2 separate regions of the Mus musculus genome follow, and region 2 is linked to region 1. The links are chromatin contacts, called in public promoter capture Hi-C maps. All regions are on one chromosome and are shown on one strand. Each heading gives the region's core, a stretch centred on a gene start, on an enhancer-like site or on the middle of the called end of the contact. The rest is flanking DNA. Distances are from core to core; before and after follow the strand shown.

Evidence for each region. Promoter capture Hi-C pulls out the DNA fragments that hold promoters and counts their contacts.
Region 2: a promoter capture Hi-C map of the 3T3-L1 cell line shows a contact between it and region 1, with 14 times the contacts expected there. The contact joins two enhancer-like sites. A contact is called at or near these places in 6 of 39 promoter capture datasets (the 3T3-L1 cell line, embryonic stem cells, hippocampal neurons and 1 more), 2 of 115 datasets of contacts at active chromatin or transcription factors (astrocytes and stem cell-derived neural progenitor cells) and 1 of 9 other capture datasets (embryonic stem cells).

Annotation. Positions count from the first base shown.
Region 1 is chr16:23,980,395-23,987,270 of GRCm38.p6, reverse strand. All of the region lies in intron 1 of Bcl6 (B cell leukemia/lymphoma 6), which reads left to right. Among named protein-coding and RNA genes, the nearest start is that of Gm31527, 4.4 kb to the left of the region's middle. Within about 2 kb of position 2,455, at least 179 of the 459 cell types and tissues checked have an H3K27ac peak or open chromatin away from gene starts, as enhancers often do.
Region 2 is chr16:25,438,060-25,445,012 of GRCm38.p6, reverse strand. It overlaps the pseudogene Gm18896. Among named protein-coding and RNA genes, the nearest start is that of Tprg, 150 kb to the right of the region's middle. Within about 2 kb of position 4,827, at least 27 of the 459 cell types and tissues checked have an H3K27ac peak or open chromatin away from gene starts, as enhancers often do.

The sequences.
Region 1 (6,876 bases), core at 1,206-3,705:
AAGATCAGGGAGGGAAGAAGGGGTACTTTGTGATTCCTGCTGGGGGACCCCGGACGGGAGGAGCGGGTGCGATAGGGAGATCTTTGTGAGTGATTTTGCAAAAACAGATTGCGAGGTTGGTTGGATTTGCAACCTGTGGCTCTCCTCAAGGGAGGGAGTAGGAATGGGGAAAAGCGGCGGCGGCGGCCCGGGGAGGGAGTGGGTTGAGAGTTGGAACCTAGGAAATGGGCTGCCTGGGGGGCAGTGGGAGCTGGAGGCCACCCCTGCCGGAAACAGTGAACGTTAAATGTCTTGAGAACTGCGGGTTGCGTTGCCTGTATAATACCGCGTTATTGGAACCCTGGCGAGAGATGGAGCTAGTGTTGCAAAAATGAGTTTTAAAGGTCCCCTATGAAAAACAACAGCACCAAACAATATTATTTTAACAGTAAAATAAATAATCTCTGTGTTGCGCTCCCTCCCATAGAAATTTAGTTTTTGTGCTAGGGGTAGTGAGAAATGACCTCAAGCCCGGCGCTGGAACTCAGAAGCAGTTACAGGGTCCTTGACAAGCATCGCACCCCACTCCCTAAGAAGTAATTTTATCTCTTTTTCCCCTTCAAACATTGTATAGTTCTCATAGGAAAATATTGCAATGCCAGTGTATATTACTATCCACAAAAAAAAGAAAAGAGCAAGGAATGGAAGGGGGGAGAGAGAGAGAAGGAGAGAGAGAGGAGAGAGAGAGAAGGAGAGAGAGAGAGAGAGGAGACTGTTTAGAAATACAGTTTGTGGCTCTGAGCTATGCCTCTGGCTTCCTCTGCAGTTCGCTGGTTTCCCTTTTTCTTTGCGAGGTGTGTGGTGTGAGTATGTGTGTGTGTGAGTGTGTGTGTGTGTGTGTGTGTGTAATAAACAACTTTAAAATAGGGGAGGGGGCAGCGTGATCCATCCAGAGACAGGTATCTATTTTGCTCACAATTTACTACCAAGTGCCTTTGGCAGGCACTTGAGCAGGACCTCATAAGCCTGCAGACCAAGTTGAAGTTCATCTGGCCCTAGTCCACATGCTATTCCTGGAGGTAGCAAACTTGAGCTCAAAGGAGTTAGGTGAAATTGTATTCTTCTTTATATACCGATTTTAATAAAAGAAGGAAAGATATTTGTCCCGGGGGGGTGGGGGGAGAGGAAATGGAGAGAAAACACCAGGAGATGGACATTTCTCTTGCTAAAATGACTGCAGTTGAGTCCTGAAGCCAAAATAGAAAGCTGTAGATGGACACCTCCCCACCCCACCCCCACTCCCCCACCCCCTAGTTTATAAATAGAAGTTTCCAGCATCCTATTTGGAAGATTTTCTTTTCTAATACTTCCAGGCATTGGATGATTTTAAAGATCTGTTGGTAGTGACAGTAAGGTTAGATGCTGTTCAAGACAACCAAGTGACTTGAGCAGAGACAACCAGGAAACGGGTATTCACTAAATACTCTCTTCCTCACCTCAGGTTTGAAGGGTTTACCAGAGTGTTTTCTTGAAAAGACTAATTTATTCTGGCCTTGGTGGTCAGGAATGGCATCCTAAATTTCTAAGTTGTCGTTTGCTGAGCCCCGAGGAGTTCCAGTTATGGGTTGAGCCATGACTAGATGTCAAAATCTTTCCTTCCCTCTGTCCCCTGCTGGGGATATCCCCCTCGGTTGTGAAAAAAAAAAAAAAAACAACCAAAAACCAAAAAACAAAAACCCAAAAACTTAAGTTTCAGGGGAGGTAGTGCGGCAGCGCCACCCCTTGGTGAGTAAAACTATTGGTAAAAGTCAAATATTTGAAAAATAATTGTGAAATAAGCCTAATGTGCTTACCCCTAACCCTGAGAGAGAGAGAGAGAGAGAGAGAGAGAGAGAGAGAGAGAGAGAGGAAACTTTTAAAATCAATACTTTGCAGTTAATCTTTCAAATAAGATAGAGACACGTTGTTTTCCAAACTAGAATGGTGTCCTACCAGGCGATGTCCTTCCCATAATTCAAGGGACACCCTTTCAGGAGTGGAGATGAGGTGGGATAGAGGTGGGGCTTATCTGCGACTTCTCTGGATTGATGTAGCTATTTTCCTCTCAGACTTGACTTCAGGTACCGCAGTAGATTGACGGTCTGACTCTGAGCTAAAGAGGAGTGTGTGTGTGTGTGTGTGTGTGTGTAAAACCGTAGAACTGAAAGTGTTGTAGTTTCCCCGGGGGCCGTGGTGGCTTGTGTCGAAGTGATGGGGGAGAGGTTTGTGGACCGCAGGGAACAGCATAGGCTGGGTTGTGAGAGACAAAGTAGCGAGGCGCGTGCCGGTTTCCTACACTGCGCAACAAGTGGGACCGCAGCAGCGACAGGCGACTCTGCATACTAGCTCTGCTGGTTAGCTTCTTTTTGCTCCTCCCAACCCTTCCTGCTTCCCGATACGGACCAGTAGCACCTCCAAAGGCCATATTCTGTTCTGTTCCGCACCCGCTTTGCTCAGTGAGTGAAAGGGCTGACCTCTGGTCCCCACTTCCTCTGTGGGTATGAACCATGGGGTTATTCCCGATTTTTGCTCCCCTCCTTCTCTCTCCCGCCCTCCCCCTCTCACTGTCTCTCTCTTTGGCACGAGTCTCTCTTAATACTTTCAGGTGTGGTTCTTTTTGAAAGAATGTGTAGCCAGCTTTGAGGAGAGGAAGAAAGGAACAAATAACCAAATAATATACGGCTCCTGACGCCGTACGGTGTTAGCTAGAGTCATGAGCATCGGAAGAACGGAATTACATCTACTCAACTAAATGTGTTCCGACTTCAGTTTTGGAAGCAACTTCCCCCCACCCCCAAGAGAGACAAAACCACGGTGGTCAGGGGTGCCGAGTGTAGAAGGCGATGCTAACAGGGTGATTCTTGAATGGACTGAGTCCGCCACCTAGTGGTAGGTCACGCTCAAGGTTTGCGCCCGAAGCGGTGTTGTCTGGATCCTGGTCAGACGCTAGGACTGAGGAGGAGAAGGGCATTGTCCAATGAAGACAGCATCCGACTTCCAATGTTTTGACGAGACAGATGAAAATCATATTCCCACGACGTCGACATACACCGTGGCTCAGCCATCAGTATCTATGTCAACTGAGAAACAGTACTTTCTTTAAGGATATTTGTGGCCTCTCCACAGAGAACTTTAGTAGCGGAAAGATTGCACCCAAACTCTCAGGAGCTTTAAGATTTAAACTTCATTGCAATTGTGGCATAGGGCCTGACAGTAAGTTTCTGAACTCCAAAGAATTCACCAAGGGAGTTCATTCCAGTCTATCTAAGAGAAGGGGAGAGCAGTTTAATCTTGGGTCACTGGAGTATCCAGTGCACATTGGAAACTGCCCCCTCCCAGTCTTAGCTTAAAGGTTTTGACAATGGACATGGAAAGGTGACAGAGGTGTGAGCAGGTGGGGCATCTCTAAGCTGTGGTGCTTGTTCTGGGAGTTGAGTGGCCAGAAACTACTTGGTCTCCTTGGGGTTGTGCACTGGCTTTCTGTAAGTTTGAACTCCGGACTCACTCTCTTTTCACCCAGTTTATTCTTTACTTAGTGGCCTGGGGAGAAATTAGCTGTGTGTGTGTGTGTGTGCGCGCGCGCGCGCGTGTCTGTAGGGGTTGTGAATAAGCAGAGCTTTATTCTTTGAGAATTTGTAGCCCATCTCCTCCGTAGGTTTTGGGGTTTTTTTTGTTTGTTTGTTTGTTTGTTTTTGTTTTTTGTTTTTCCCCTCAAAGCTCTTAACCGAGATGGCCCGGTTGCACCGACGCACTGGCGGCCTCTAGTGGCGTCCTCATCGCAGAGACACAGCTGTCTCCCCCGCCCCCTCCCCCCAACCCCCCGCCGGGGCCGGGAGGAATCCAGTTCATCTTCTATCACTGCGGGAGTTGTCCCAGGCCGCCGCGGAGAAATGCGCCTCTGTTCGGGTTGGAAACGAATCTGGGGACGTGTCTGAAGCGCGGTCAAGTTTGACTCATCGCTTTCCAAGGACAGTTAGTGCCTTCCATCTTCATTAACGTGAATAAAGACCTTAGCTGACTTCTGTCTAGATCGAATTTAAAAAAGCATTGTTTGCTTGGGGAGATGATGCCTCTCTTTCCTGCCCCACAGTACCCCGCCCACCCCAACGCCGATCTCAGTCCGGTCAGGATGAGGGAAGAGATCTCTTCTGAAGGACATGGTTTGCTGGCATTGTCAGCAGACCTTCTGGAGGCTGTCTCGACCAGGCTCGTGGGGAGCGTCCCTTCAGCTCTTCAGCTCTTGATGATAAAACACATCCCTTTATTTTATTGCATTTCCTCGAAGCTTGTAGGCTAGCAAGAGCTCTGAGGCAGGACACGTAACAGAAATGAAAGTCAGGACACAAAGTCCTCTGGTTAGCTCACGCAGCTGCGGATCCATCGCACTATCAACTTCTCTTTTTATCTCTGTGTCATTCCCGCCCAGAGGCAAGAGCAACAATATTGTCCTTCCCTACCTCCAGAACAGAAGCAACACTTTGACTCTACCCATTTTCGCCAGAAGAGGCTGGCTAGACCTGAGCACCCTGTTGGGAAAGAGCGCTCCTGCTGGAGCTCAGGGGCATGTTTCAACGCGTCATCCCTACCCTCCTCCCGCCTTCAAACTCCTTGGACAGTGATTTACATTTTATGAACCCTCTTTAGATTTTTCGGAGAGCTATTGAAGTTATTAGACTACCAATAACCCAACAACCATCCTGGGTAGAGAGAAGTGGAAAAGCGTTCTCCAAATCCAGACCCTGGCCAAACTAGGTCAATGGGAAGGAGGGGCGGGGCGAGCAGCCGGCTATGGTTTCAAGCCTTGATGGAGAGCTCCCTCTAGCGTTAGACAGAAGTCCAGTAAGTGAGAATGGTAACTCCTAGGATATTCATTCCTGTCCCATATAAAATTACCTTTGTCACCGTTAATTCATACCGAAGGAAAAGGAAACCACAAAACAGGGAACCAGACAGACCCCGTCTCTGGGTTGCGAATCTGATCCCGCCTCCATCACTGAAGGGATGTGCAGTGTAACGATGCTACCCGTTACTTTTAGGACTGGATGGAGGTTGTGCAGACCTCCCCAAAGGCACAAGGCTACCGAGAGCACTTAGGGGGTGGCCACACGGAGTTCATTTCTGGGAAGGCGAGGCAACCCTGCTGTGTGTCAGAGGTTTCTCTGGGGTGGGCCCTGTTACCCAGTCTCCACGGTTTCAGGAAAATAAGACACTGAATTCCGGAGCACGTCTGGCTTCAGTCTGGTAGCTCCAACTCTAAAGAAGGTTGGGCGGAAATCTCCCCTTTCTTGCCGACGTAGACTGAAGGGGTTTTCAGTTTACTTTTTTTTCCAGGTTTAGTCCTCCCCCACTCCCCACCCCTCGCGCCCCAATTCGGCCAGGTTTCTCCAAGGATGGAGACTCTTAGTCCCAGGACACAATCTTTTTGGCCTTAATTTCTTATCTACCCATTCCCTTCTAAAGCAGGGAAGGAGGTAGCAAGCGGGAAGACAGAAAGAAAACCCAAGAAATAACATCAAGACCCTAAGACAAACAATAACAAAACAAAAGCAAACGAACCCTAGCACACTCAGTTGCCAGAATAGGGCAAAATAGAAATCCTGAAGCGAGCCTCTGACTGTCTCCAGACTCTTGGACTCTGCTCTCTGCGGCTTTTAGCTTGCTGGGGGCAGGGATAGGGACAGAGTAGACTCAGGTCTGGAACCCGGAACCCCTGTAGACAGCGGATTTAGGGGAAAAGGGTGCTCTGTCCCCGGTCAGCTTTGTGCAGCCAGCGATCCGGGGCTGGGCTGTCAGGCCGCGGCTTCCTGGAAAGTTACTTCTCGTTGGAGACCGCGCTGGGCAGGAGTGTTCTGTGAAATCCTTAGAGCCGAGATCGACTACGTTCCGGGAATGAGAGGGCTGTACCATTCCCCTGGTGGCCCCCTACTTTGACAGAATAACAGGAAAAGAAAAAAAAAAAGACACACACAATGCTAGCTACGGAGGTGCAGGAAAACATTTATTTGAATGTAACCAAATTAGTTGTTACAGTCCTACCACTCGGCCCCGGCCGAAACTTCCCTGGCTTCGAAGTGGATGGGCAGCAGTGCCAGCCGATCGCCAGGGGGTGGGCGGTCCCAGGAAGACAGGTACAGCTAGGTGCGGCGAGCGAGTCTGCGCAAGCTTGCCTGGCATCAGGGCTGGGGTTTGTGCGGGTGTGTGTGAACAGGCTAGCGCGGCTGCCACTCCACTCCCCTCCCCAAAGGGAAAGAAAGGAGCATTGGCTCTAGTGCTCTTTTCCCCTCGACTCTCAGATTCTCTCTCCCTCTCTCTTTCTGTCTCTCTTCCTTCCCACTGGAAACTCCTTACTTGAAGCTGCCTTATTCAAAGCACACTAGGAAAGTGCCCCAGGGAGGGAAAGGATGCATGGATGGGTTAGTTTACGTCTCAGTTGGGGATTACTGAGGCTGGACCCGGCATTAGAGGGAAACCCATTCTGGTTCAGCTGTCCTTGCCGGTCTGACTCTCCTTGGGGTTGTTTGCATAGGACTTTATTGGAGAATTGTTTTGAGATCTTGGGCAAGAGCTTGTTTTGGGAGCCTCAGTTTCCTTTATAGTGAATCCTGGCCGTTATAAAGATGTGGTCCAATGATGAGCGGGAGAGGGAAGAGTGATTTGTCCAAGCCAGCTGAATGGGGTAGGGCTTTCCTATCTGCAGTGTCTGGAAGGAAGTAGCATTCAGCTCCAGAGTTAGCCCCCACCCTAGGGAGTTGTGGAACCTGCTGAGACCATTTGGCTGACAGAGAAGTGAATCTTTTGAGAGGGGGTGATTCCAAAGAGCAGTCTGCCCTCCTGTGTGCTTGGGCTTTGTTGATGGAG
Region 2 (6,953 bases), core at 3,578-6,077, 1.5 Mb before region 1:
ATTTTGTAATTGTGGCCAGTACTGTAATGGAACTCAGTGTCATACATAGAAGCCCTTTGGGGTTATCTTTTCAAAACATTTTTAAAAGTAATAACCAAAGGTCAGAAGGTAACTAACTTGCCCAAGGCTCACATAACAAGTTAGAGGGAAAGTCTAGACTAGAATTAATGTCTTCCACTCTTATTTATTACTCCTTTCTGTACTCAGTGGATTTTAGTGGAATGATAATAAAAGTTGTAAAAGATGTCCCCTCAAGGTTCCTTCTAGGACCCTCACAGAGAATGTCACAGTCTGTCCACATGAGTGTTATCCCTTTTCTTACATTTTAAACAGCAAGATACTTTAACAGCTAACAGGGTTTAAAACTGTGGTTCTTTCACAGTCGACCTTCCCTCCCTTAATCTTTCCTTCTGCTGATGATAACATGTGTGAGAATGGTTCAGGGCAATTTGGTGGGTTCACATTTGGTCGGAGTTAAGGAAAGCAAAATAACATGGCTACCAGTCACTTTGGCAAAGAGTAAACCAATTGATTCCTCCAACTTAAGACTGATAGGTTATTTCTCTACTGCAGGTGAAATGAGCCAATTTAAGCCAAATTAATATTAAAGTCAGGTTTATTGGGGAGCTGCTCTAGGATGGATGAATTTACTGGCCCCAAGAATCAACCACCACCAAGTCACCATGAGGAAAGGGGTGGTAGGGGTGGGGGGAGAGAAACAAAGAAGGGGGCATGTCACCAAGAGAGAAGAGGAAATGAGGAGAGAGAAAGAGAGACCAAAATGTCTGGATCATGTAGGGAGGAGCCTCTGGGGGAAGGGCAGTCCAGCTCCTGGGCTGGAAAGTTCAGGGTTAGGGGCAGGGTATACCAGGTAAGGACTAAGGGATGCAGGGAGAGCCTGGAGGCCAGGTCTGCTTTGGTATGTGAAATATGCATCTCAATCTTTTGTCCAGGGATCTGAAACCAAACACAAACCACCTCCAAAAATATTTCTACCATAGCACTGAATTTCAAAGACGGGGCAGGACCAAAGCTTGGACATTATAGAGAAAGAAATGTGCCCAAGGCATGTTGTACAGAGGAGGGAGTGGGAGAAACACAAGACTGAAAATACATAATATCAGGCAGTATCCTGTGAACATTCTTTCAAAATGCAAATAGTGTGTGTCAGGGAAATTTTATGCTTTCTTGAATTCAAAAGGAATTTTGTAAATGAACAGAAAATATTGCCATTATACATTATAAAATGAGTAAAATATACCTGAGCTATAAATAAAAATTCTACAAAAATGCATTTCAGTCAACTAAGAAAACATTATATTAACTTCATAGAAAATGGTTTTGTATGGCAAGAGAGATGGTTCCATGAATAAAAGTTCTGACCTCAAAGCTAAAGACCTGCGCTCAATCCCAGATTACACATTAAGGTAGAAGGAAAGAACCAACTCATGAAATTGTTCTCTGACTTCCACATGTGCACCATGGTGTGTGTGCTTCCTCCACATGATAAAAATAAACTTACTTGAGAAGTATTCTGGTGTTCATCTATTGTCTCTCTATAGCCATTTGAGGTTAGAAGGAAGAACACTCCACCCCAGTCTAATAGGACTGTTGCAGCAAACATTTTATAGTATTTCTAGAGTATCTGTTGACCAGATTCCTGGAAGAACCTACCCGGGCCAAAAGTCACATTGAAATTGTATTGAGCCAAGATTGTCCCCAAGAGCCTGTCAGTCACCATGATGCTGAGAACAGAGGGCAGGGAGGGATTTGTGGTTAAGAACATGGGCCTACACTGGTCCAGCTCAGCCAAGGAAGTGATGTGCTTCTCCTCTGATTGCAAATTCCAAAATGGCATATCAGGTGTTTGTTTCATCTACACCAGAAAAGGCAGAACCAGGAGTGAAGCATTTGTCCAACTTGAATGAGAAGATGAAGTATAGCTGGCTTTAAGGAAAGACAAAGAAACCAAGGGACACAGATATGCTGAACTATTCAAATGCAACAGTGTTGAAATGATTTAAAGCATGCAGGTCCAGATAGTCCTGATACTGCCAATAATGGAATTGTATGGCCCAGAGGAATCCCATTTGGCTGTAATAAGGAAGAACTTGTTTAGTTCTTTTCAGGGCTGGAAATTGTGCCAAATGAGATGACACTGCCAGTGGATTTTTAGAGATGGACTATAGGAGAGGCTTTTGTGTAGTTTGCTTCACAGGAGATAGCCAAAAAGGCCATAAAGAAACACAAGGGAAGAAGAAGGCATAGGTACATTGAAATATTCAAGAGTAGCAGAGCTGAAGTCCTAACCCACTATGATCCTCCTTGAAAACTCATGACGATGCAGTGCTCAGGTCCTTATGATAGGCTCCGGGGCTCTTCCTTGTTACAGTCAAATGGGATTCCTCTGGGCCATACAATCCCATTATCAGAACTATCAGAACTATCTGAAGTCTGAACCCACTATGATCCTTCTCAAAAACTCACGACGATATAGTGCCCAGGTCCCTATGATCGGCCCTGGGGTTGGAAGAGGGTATAATAGCATCAGCAGAAGACCTGGGTTTGAAAGAATGAGGTAGGTACCTATGGTGGATGTGGTAACTATGGAGGTTATAATGACAGGTGTGGTTTTGAGTCTGATATACTTGGAAGAGACTTGAGCCACTCTTTCTGAGGAATATGTGATCATAGATGTGGAGATGGTGAGTCCAGTTTCCAGAGCACCACAGATCACTGTGTACACACGACAAGTTGCCATACAGAGCTACTGAGAGTGATATTTACTATTTTTTTCTCACCTCTTAATTCCATGAGAGTACACATTGAAATAGGACCTGATGGCAGAGTTGCGGGTGAGGCAGACGTTGAGTTTGCTACTCATGAAGATGCTGTGGCAGCTCTTGCAAAAAGATAAAGCAAATCTTCAGCACAGATATGTGGGGCTCTTCTTGAATTCTACTGCAGGGACAGGTGGAGGTAGAGCTCTTTTTGAATTTTACAGAAGGGGCAAGTGGTAGTGATTATGATAGCCAGGTGATGGGGGGTTGGGGGGTAATGGGTTTATCCAACCAGTCTAGTTACAGAGGTCCTGCCAGCCAGCAGCTTAGTGGCGACTATGGAAGTGGTTATGGTAGTCAGAGCAGTATGAGGAGATATGATCAAGTTCTTCAGGAAAATGCAATGACTATCAGTCAAACCTTACTTAGGAAGAGAGGAAACATCAAATAGCATCTACGGGAATAAAAGGCTGCATGTACTGGAACTAGATGGAGTAGGAAGGCTATCCAGCATACCCAGTATAATGATAATTGACAAATTCAATTGCTTCCGATCACTACAGCTCAGCTTCATTCTTTCTTCTTTCTCCTTTTTTTTTTTAAGACAACAAAATTTAACAGTTTTGCATTACAAGCTTGAGATTCGTGCTTACTATAAACTGAAAGTTATAATTGTTTTCAAACTTTAAGCTCAGTAATTTCGATCTCTGAAAATATTCCTCTAGGATATGCTAACAAGTTCAGTGTTGTCATCTCCACTTTCAACTTTCCTCAAGTTACTTCTGTTGGAGGAGTATACTCAAGCTGTAAGCATGCTTCAGTTTAAAGCAGTTTCACTTACACTGGATGTTGTTGCTCTTACACCACAATACACTGAAAACTTGGGGTACATGTTAAAAAAACATGCTTTTCTGTAAAAATCAAATACAGGAGCTGTGTCTTTGATTCAAAGTGACAACATCTGGCTTGTTTGTTAATTCTAGATTTTTGGTTTCATATTCTGTACAGTATGTGAGTGTATACTTTTCAGTTTTGTTTTTGTTTTTGTTTTTTAAATCCAGGACAATTTTGAGTCATGACACCAATACTTTAGGAGTTTGGTCATGCTGTTTGTATGGAATTCTGAGGCTTTGATTTAAACCTTACCTTGTATTGTGAATTTCATTTAGATGTATTCTACTAAGTGAAACTTGACAAATAAATCTTCCTTTTAAAAACTGGAAATGCTTATTTTTGAAAGATAATTCTATTCTTAAAAATATCATGTGAATACATGATCGCCCATTCCATAGTCAAAAGTGAGCGTGTTTGAACCATTGGGAGCTTGACCACAGACATTAATGTCTAGGAATGGCAGGAAGCTTCCATGTGAGCTGTAAGTATTTGCAGCCCATACTCAGGTGCTCTAACACTGTCTTCCTTGGAGCTTGGTGATTTTAGAAAGCACTGGGAATCTTTTCATATTTATACAGGAGCAACATTCCCTAACACCAGTCCACCTGGTTGAATTTAACTGCTGGTTTCAGGAGCACAGCCTAAACACATTGCTCACCAAGCTATGTTTCTATACTGCCTATACCCACAAAACCCAAACTACCTACATAATCTCATTTTACTTTTGCCAAATTCATTTTATCTTTGGGTGTGTTTGATGTTCAAATTATTCTCTCTCATTTTAAAGAAAGACATAGCCCAATCACAGTGGTGAATTATTGAAACTTGAGCTATTTAATTCTATTTAGAGAGTTGTTGGGAGAATAAAAACAAGATAATGCATAGGAAATATTCTAGCTCAGATGCCAGCACATAAGTGCTTGGTAAATGTTAGCTTAATGTCAGATAGTTCCTTACCCGTAGCAAAGCATTTGTCAGCTTTGGTTCATGAAGCACCCTAATGCCTTGGAGGCATTTTTAGAGTTCCTTGAAAGAAACTGTGGTCACAGCACACAAGCTTCAAATTTCTCTGCTGCAACACACAGTGTGGATTGTAAATATGAAATAAGAAACCTAACCCATAGCATTTTTGCAAAGTTGAATGGTTAAGAAAATCGTACTGAAACCATATCTGTGGAATTTGTCATCATAACATAGAAGTGACTCAGCTTTATAGCACCTCCTTTATATGACCTTGGTCAGTTTATCCTGTTCCTCAGCATCCTGCTTCCTTCAACTGAAAAAAGAAAGACATGTTGGTAACATGAATCTTTGGGAGACTGACAGTAAAACGAAATGTGTTCTAAATCTTAGAAACACAGCAAATTTTACACAGGCAAGAAGATGAGAACCACCTTATACCACCACCACCACCACCACCACCACCACCAATAATAATAATAATAATAATAATAGAAAATAAGAAAAAACTAAAGAAAATGAGCAGATGATTCCATGCTCACCTGCCTCCTTCCACAGGCAGGTTTAAACTTAGAGACTCTAAAAGAATCTGGAAACACCATAACTTCAGAACACAAGGGAGCACTTTATGGTCTGGGTAACATAAGAGTGAATACATGTCTAACCAAAAGGCAAAAAGTAAACAGGACAGGATAAACTCTAATTTAATGTCCCTGGGATGGATCTCTATAGCGAGGGAAATGATAGCAAATAAAGTTGATAAAAACAGAAATAAAAGCATATTATATCATTATAATGAATATAAACACACCTAAAAATAAAAAGAGAAAGGGGTGGATGTAGTTAAGATGTAGACAAACTAAGGCATTCTCCCAGAGAGTAAATCAACAAATGACATCTGATATGAATGAATGCATGCATAGAAATCGTATTGTACTTCTGCTTCAGCTATTAATGTAAACAAAAGAACAAGAAAAATAACTTTTCTAATGACATACTGACTTGAAAGCAGATTTGGGTGGAAAAGTTGGGGGTTTTGAACTCAAATTCTTCTTAGCATTTGTTTTTCTTAAATATGGAATGAAATATGGCAAAAACATGCAATTCAAAAATGCTTGTATCTTCTTAAACATTCCCAGAAATGATCAGAGATGCTGCAATCCCTCTTCATTGATAGCATTCAGGGTCTCATTACCCTTCCTTTCTTCACACCTATCCTGCTCACTCTGATGACCTCTAGACATAAGCAGTTTTGTCTATTTAAATTAATTACAACATAATAATTTTAATTTCTAAATCTAAACCTGCCATATTTCATGATTACTAGTCCCTGTATCGGGCAACACAGAATGAAGAACTTTGGATCCTTCTAGTATCCCAAAATGTTCTATTACAATTTATTCTCATATATCTAAATATTTGAAGCGATCATACACATATGAAAAGGAGCATGCTATGTTTGTCTTTCTGGGTCTGGTTTGCCCCCTTCAGATTTATCATTTCAAGGTCTATCCACTTAGGTGCAAACATCGTCACCATTTCCCTTTTTACACCTGAATAATGTCATGTTGTGTAAACACAGCACACTTTCCTTACCCATCCATTCATTGATGAGCATCTAGTTTGTTTCCATTCCCTGCCTATTAGGAATAGAGCAACAATGATCAAGGATCTCTGTACAAGGAGAGAGTCCCTTGGGTATATGCCCAAGAATGCCACTGCTGTATCATATTGTATATCTACTTCTAGCTTTTCCAGAAAATTATCTTCCTAGAGGTAGCACCAGTTTTCAGTTCCTCCAAGGTGAACAAGTGTTCCTTTTTCACTACATCCACGCCATGTTACTTGTTTTATGTTAGTCTGTCTCACTGGTTTAACATAAAATCTCAAGGTAGTTTTAATTCACATTTACCTGATGTGTTTATAAAGATGCTGAATATTTTTTAAAATATGCCTTGATTTTTAACTTGGTTGGTTGGTTCGTTGTTGTTGTTTTCTGGAGGTTTAATTGTATTAGTTCTCTGGATATTGCAGACACTAACCCTCTTTTAGATATATAGCTGACAGAGAATTTTTCCATTCTGAGAGCTATCTTTTAAATCTAATGATATTGTCCCTTGCTATATAGGAATTTGTTACTTCTATGAGGTCCATTTATCAATTGGTAGTCTTAATGACTGAACTACCAGGGCTCTGTTCAGAAAATCCTTTCCTGTACCTGTAAGTTGAAATATATTTCTCACCCTCTTCTCTATCAGCTTCAGGATATCGGGCCTTATTTTGAGGCTCTTTCTTGACCTTTTCAAGTTAAGTTCTAGT